2 separate regions of the Ovis aries genome follow, and region 1 is linked to region 2. A link is a contact called in public Hi-C data. All regions are on one chromosome and are shown on one strand. Each heading gives the region's core, a stretch centred on a gene start, on an enhancer-like site or on the middle of the called end of the contact. The rest is flanking DNA. Distances are from core to core; before and after follow the strand shown. Region 1 holds the start of ZNF281 (zinc finger protein 281). Region 2 has its middle 80 kb from the start of ZNF281.

What was found. A called contact is a pair of places that touch in the nucleus more often than the background predicts.
Region 1: a contact with region 2 is called in a Hi-C map of mixed tissues, with 2.8 times the contacts expected there. The contact joins the promoter of ZNF281 here to the enhancer-like site in region 2. A contact is called at or near these places in 4 of 16 Hi-C or Micro-C datasets (blood and mixed tissues).

Annotation. Positions count from the first base shown.
Region 1 is chr12:78,565,147-78,568,291 of ARS-UI_Ramb_v3.0, reverse strand. It overlaps ZNF281 (zinc finger protein 281), which reads left to right and starts at 1,841. Exons shown (of 1, transcript XM_027976001.3): 1 at 1,841-3,145. The coding sequence starts at 1,853.
Region 2 is chr12:78,484,668-78,487,867 of ARS-UI_Ramb_v3.0, reverse strand. No RefSeq gene overlaps it. Among named protein-coding and RNA genes, the nearest start is that of ZNF281, 80 kb to the left of the region's middle. Within about 2 kb of position 1,412, at least 10 of the 54 cell types and tissues checked have an H3K27ac peak or open chromatin away from gene starts, as enhancers often do.

The sequences.
Region 1 (3,145 bases), core at 592-3,091, 80 kb before region 2:
GAATATTCAGGGTTGATTTCCTTTAGGATTGACTGGTTTGATCTCCTTGCTGTCCAAGGGACTCTGTAGAGTCTTCTCCAACACCACAGTTCAAAAGCATCAATTCTTCAGTGCTCAGCCTTCTTTATAGTCCAACTCTCACATCTGTACATGACCACAGGAGAAACCATAGCTTTGACCATATGGACCTTTGCTGGCAAAGTGTTGTCTCTGCTCTTTTGCTGTCTAGGTTTGTCCTAATTTTCCTTCCAAGTAGTAAGCAACTTTTAATTTCATGGCTGCAGTCACTGCATCGATTTTGAAGCCCAAGAAAATAAAATCTGTCACTGTTTCCACTTTTCCCCTTCTATTTGCCATGAAGTAATGGGACCGGATGCCATAAGGATAAGCTAATAATTTTTAAGTTTCCGATTGGGAAATTTCAATGAGACGTCATTTCTTATTTAACCATGAGAAGTTATTTGGCTAGAAATACTAGCAATGGACTAGTAATTTCAATGGACTAGTGAAGCAATGGACTTGTAATTTCATTATTAAAACGTGCCATGGAAAGAAATTATTGTCATAGGGCTGGTTTTACTTTGGAAAAAAAAAAAAAGTCTGGGATTTACATAGTCTTGGTTAAGAAAGTTGCTGTCTTAAATTTCTGCGTGCTTTACATGAATGTGAGTGCCTCCCTTGTGTGTATATTAGGCAATGAATATATATTTGTTCGATTTTTGTTGATCTGTGATTTCATGATTTCGCTTTGTGATTTTCTCTTAAGAAAACATATTATAGTGATTTTGCCCGCGTTTCTCAGTATCCTTTACTAGGGAAGGGAGAGTGGATCGGAGGAGGGCTGTTAGAGGGGCCTGGCGGTCCATTTTCCGTAAATAACACAGACCGCCAGGCAGCAACTCAACAGGGCCGGCAGACTCATTAGACAGGCTGCGAAGGTATGCGGGCATTTAAAACACATCTGATGACGATGAAGTGTGTGTGTGGGCGTGTTTTACAAGGTTGCCGCTCCTGGATTACACGCGGTCTCCTCTTCCCGTCGCCTTCAGGTAGGTTGGCAGTAAGACAATTTTTTTTTTCCTTTTTTGCAACTGTACCTCTCTCCGCTGCGGTTTCAAAGCGGGCCCCTCCCACAAATGCAGAGGGTCCGCGCCCATTATCAAAGAGTGTGCCAGCCCAGGAGGGGCGCCGTAAGCGCCCCGTCTCGGACCCCGAGCACTGGACGCCCCCTGCAAGGCAGGCAGAACCCACGGCGCCCCGAGCCTTCCCCGGGTCGGAGCCGGGGTTCGGCTGCGACAGCCGGCCCGCAAGCCGCAGAGACAGGAGAGGCCGACCCCGCCGCGCGCAGCCTCGCGTCCCCTCCGGCCTTCCGCCGCCGCCGCGCAGCCGCACAGCCCGCAGCCCGCACGGCGCGCGCGTCCCCACCAATCGCGCCCTGCCGCCGCGGGCCTCCCCTCCCGGGGGGCTCCCTCCGCCCAACCGCCCGCGTGATTGACAGGCGGCCGGGCGGAAGCCGCCGCGCAGGCGCGGTGGCCGGCGCCGCGGCCCTCGGGCCGGGTCGCCGAGCTCCCGGCAGGCTCCGCGCCGCGGCTGCGCAGTGCCGCGCAGGCTTTTAATTCCATTGTGGAGAGGACGGCGTTATTTTTATTAACCGGAGGCGGCGGCGGCGGCGGCGGCGGCGGCGGCGGCGGCGGGACCCGTAAGTGCGGGGCGCGGGCGCGGGCGGCGGCGGCGGCGGCGGGCGGGCGCGGGCCGGGGGCGCGGGCGGCGGCGGCGGCGGGCGGGCGGGGGCGCCGCGGCCGGCGGCCGGCCCACTCCTCTCTCCTCTCCTCAGCCAGGCCTGCTCCGGGGCATGAAAGTCGGCAGCGCGTTCCTGAGCGGCGGCGGCGGCGGCGCGGGCAGCGGCGGGCGGGCGGAGATGGAGCCCAGCTTCCCGCCGGGCATGGTGATGTTCAACCACCGGCTGCCCCCGGTCGCCAGCTTCGCGCGGCCGGCGGGCGCGGCCGCCCCTCCCCCGCAGTGCGTGCTGGCCGCCGCCCCGGCCGCGGCCCCGGCCGCCGAGCCCCCCCCGGCGCCCGCCCCGGACGTGACTTTCAAGAAGGAGCCGGCGGCGCCCGGCGCGGCCTTCCCGGCGCAGAGGACCTCCTGGGGCTTCCTGCAGTCGCTGGTCAGCATCAAGCAGGAGAAGCCGGCCGACCCCGACGAGCCGCCGGGCGCCCCCCACCCCCACTACGGGGGGCTGTTCGCGGGGGCCGACGAGCGGGCTTCGGGGCTGGGCGGCGGGGATGGGGGCGGCGCGGGCGTCATCCAGGACCTGAGCGCCCTGCACCCGCCGCCGCCCGCCCCGCACCCGCACCCGCACCCGCGCGACGTGCTGCTCGGCCGGACTGACGACCCCCGCGGCCCCGAGGAGCCCAAGCCGGACGCGAGCGTCAAGAAGGCCAAGAGGCCAAAGCCAGAATCTCAGGGAATCAAAGCCAAGAGGAAGCCGGGCGCCTCTTCCAAGCCGCCGCCGGCGGGGGACGGGGAGGGCTCCGTGCTGTCCCCGAGCCAGAAGCCCCACGTCTGCGACCACTGCAGCGCGGCGTTCCGCAGCTCCTACCACCTGCGCCGGCACGTCCTCATCCACACGGGCGAGCGGCCCTTCCAGTGCGGCCAGTGCAGCATGGGCTTCATCCAGAAGTACCTGCTGCAGCGGCACGAGAAGATCCACAGCCGCGAGAAGCCCTTCGGCTGCGACCAGTGCAGCATGAAGTTCATCCAGAAGTACCACATGGAGAGACACAAGCGCACGCACAGCGGAGAAAAGCCATACAGATGCGACACTTGCCAGCAGTACTTCTCCAGGACTGACCGGCTGCTGAAGCACAGGCGCACGTGCGGGGAGGCCCTGGGCAAGGGGGCGCCCAGCGCGGACCCTGGGTCCTCCGGCGGCCACAGCAGCGCGGGTAGCCTGGCTGTGTTGTCTCAGGGAAATACCAGTTCTTCGAGGAGAAAGGCGAAGTCCAAGAGCCTCGCCGTTGAGAGCAAGGAGCCCAAGACGGGGAAAGCGAGTGAATCCCACCTGTCCAACAGTATAAACATGCAGAGTTACTCCGTAGAGATGCCGACCGTGTCTTCCAGTGGAGGCATCGTTGGCCCTGGC
Region 2 (3,200 bases), core at 163-2,662:
ATTTTTCAGGATAAAATACTACATGCTGCTGGAATGACACGCTACCTGAGAGCTATGAGAGTAACAAAGCAAAGATAAAACTCAAGCTCAATGAGAACAAAAAGCAGATTGAGAGGGCCTCTTGTCCTCCGGGCAGATGGGGCCATCAGGTTCTGTGTCCAGCGATGTTAAGCATAACTTCTTCCCCGAGTCTACAGCGGGCACAGGAGACCCCCTGAGGAGAGTGTTCGTCTCGAGGAAGGGACGTGTGTAGGGTTCCAAGTGTTTCTGGGTCAGCACCTTGGGCACGCTGACAGGTAGAAAGACCAGGGCATTGGACCGGCCGGGTGGATCGATAGCTCTTTAGGTGTCTGCCAATCACCCATTAGGGAGGAAGACCAGCTGGATGAGTCCCAGCAGCTCCTCAGATGCTCTAATGACTGTGCGTCCCCCTCCCTAGGTGGGAAATGGGAGGCAGGGCGGTGGGGAGGACTCCAGATCAGGAAAGCAAAGGGTATGTTCAGAACAGGGGCTTCCCAGGCGGCTCAGAGGTAAAGAACTGCCTGACAATGCAGGAGACGCGGGTTCCATCCCTGGGTCGGGAAGATCCCCTGGAGGAGGGCATGGGGACCCACTCTGGTATTCTTGCCTGGGAAGCCCCATGGACAGAGGAGCCTGGTGAGCCAGGGTCCATGGGGTTGCAGAGTGGGACACACTGCACAGCTTAGCGTGCACACACCATTCAGAGCAGCACAGAGGCAGCAGAGCAGGCTGGGCGGCAACAGTGTTCACAGGACCAGGTGACATCGCTGTGAACCAAGCCAGTGATCAGACCACAGGCTCCAGACTGTCACCTGCCCAAAAGTCAGCTCCGGGACGACTTCCGAGATCAACACTGGGGTGTCAAAACATCATGCTTCTGTTGGAAATGTCACCTGGAATTCCCAGTGAGCCTTTCCCACTGATTAACTTTGAAATTCAAACATTCTCGGCTGCAGGGAAAGGTTGATGGAGGTTATTTATTTATTGTTTAAAATTCTTTCAATACACAGCCAATTTTGAACTGAAAATCAGAATTATCCTTCTGAATCTCGCATTCTAGTGAGCCTCCCGGATCACCCACTTTCTTCCACGCTGCAGGTTTTTTTGGTCATCGCACAAAACCTGAGGCTGCGCCGCTGGGTGTGTGGCGTACTCAGGCGTGGGAGCTTGGGAGGCCTTCAGGGTCAGGATTTTTGTGTGCACGCGTTTTTCCCCAGAAAGAAGGTCCAGGGCTTTCACAGCTTTCTCTCCAGGAGGGTCTCTGAGCTCCCTTCCCCTCACGTAAAAGCATGAATAGCACGGGGAGGCAGCATGCGACACGGTTCTGCATGGAGGTGTCGTTTCTGGTAAGGCCGAGAGGTGGCAGGGTAAACGGCAGCCTGCAGCGGCCCCATTTTCCCGGAGAGAAGCCCTGTGAAAGGAGAGCCTGTCTGTAACCTCGCCTCCGCTTGCACAGACTGTGGATATGGGGCCTCCATCCCTGGAGGAGGAGAGCAAGGCTGAAGGGGCAGCCTGGGGTTTTAAAGGTCACAAACATCCAAAGACAACATTTGGTAAATGTTTCTTGGGGTGTTGAGCACCACGCCAGAAATGCACAGACCTCAATCATTGGCAGAATCAAAAGTACTTATAAAACTGATGATAATTTCCCAAGTTATGATTAGCACTTAATTTTACCACAAAGTATCATTGTTCAAAGATGCTATAAACCGCCTGAAGAAATGACTTCTGAACAGAAAAAGACCAGTTTCTTTGCATCAGCACCGAAAGATCTCTTTCAGTTCTTCCACTTCGTGGGGGTTAAAAATAACAGAAAAAGGGGAAGTTGCCTCATGTAGGTAGATTCAGAGGGTTTTTATTTTGATAGTTAAGTATCACTTTCATTTTCTGTGAAAGTATGAGACGCAGGGATCTTTGCTTGCAAATTCTTAACCAGATCCCCACTGGATAACATTTTCTACTTTAAACATATCTAGCCAATTCAAATATGAGTATTTAAGGAAGCAGATGCTAGGTTTCATATAGCTGAGCACAGTGAACTTTCTCAAGGCAAACTCACTTGTTTAATGGTATATGTGATGTGATAACCTGTAGTTCTTAGTGATGAAATTAAGCTTGTTTATATCTTTAAAAGCAATCATTTGGTGGGCTGAGATGAATCTATTTTTGCCTATCATTTCCATTCCTTTAAGAAGTTTCCATAAAATTCATAATTATTAGGGGACAGAAAGCAAATATGCATGGATTCCAGCTATTCTGGGAGAGGATGATAAATAGGAAGGGCTTGAGGGCGTTTGACAAATACCATCAGACGTAATGCAAATTTTGTGGGTGGAATAGATTCTGAGAAGTATCTGCCTGCATGTTCTGGTTCATTTTTCACAGTCCAGTTTAAACTGTGAGACTCCTTTGAAATAGAAAATAATCTCCTGGGGGTCAAACAGGAACAAAGTGGTTAAAGTCCAGGTTCTCTTGGATAATAAATAACTTTAGAAGGGGCATCAGCTGATCAGTTAATTAACCAATTGATTAGTATTTATGGAGCATCTATTTTTTTTCCACTCAGTGTTGAGAGGAACATGAGACAAATTCAATGCATAATTTCTTAGTTATAGTCACGTCACCTGTTGTGCCTTAATGTGTGTGTGGGGAGGCGTGCAGAGAAAGGGTCCTAGTGGGAGCCTTGGGTGGGAAGGGTTATCTAAACGCGATTTGTTAAGTGTTTTAAGTCCCTTTGCCGTCCACCTGAAACTGTCACAACATTGTTAATCAGCTATACTCCAATACAAAATAAAAAGTGTGATCTAAAAAAATGCTTCTCTCTCACTTTCTAAAGACTCTCTGATGGAGAAATTTCAATACAACTCCTCTCACGTGGCTGCTCCTTGCTTCCTGTTACGTCAGGCGCTTGAAACACCTAGAATTCCTTTCATAGAATGTTTTATCGAATCCAAGTTGGTCCAGATGGGCCACAGTTTGAGCAGCCATCAGGCTGCTAGTTTGACCTTCTTGATCTCAAGGATGGTGGCTGTGTGTTTTTTCGCCCTCTGCTGTAAGGGAAAGAAGAGGCTGAAAAGACTTGCCAGCCATGCAGGCCTCTGGGAGCATAGAGCCGGTTGGCGGGCAGGATGGTTTTCTGGGGACAAAGGCGGAGTTCAAGCACCAAAGCAGGTTTGGAC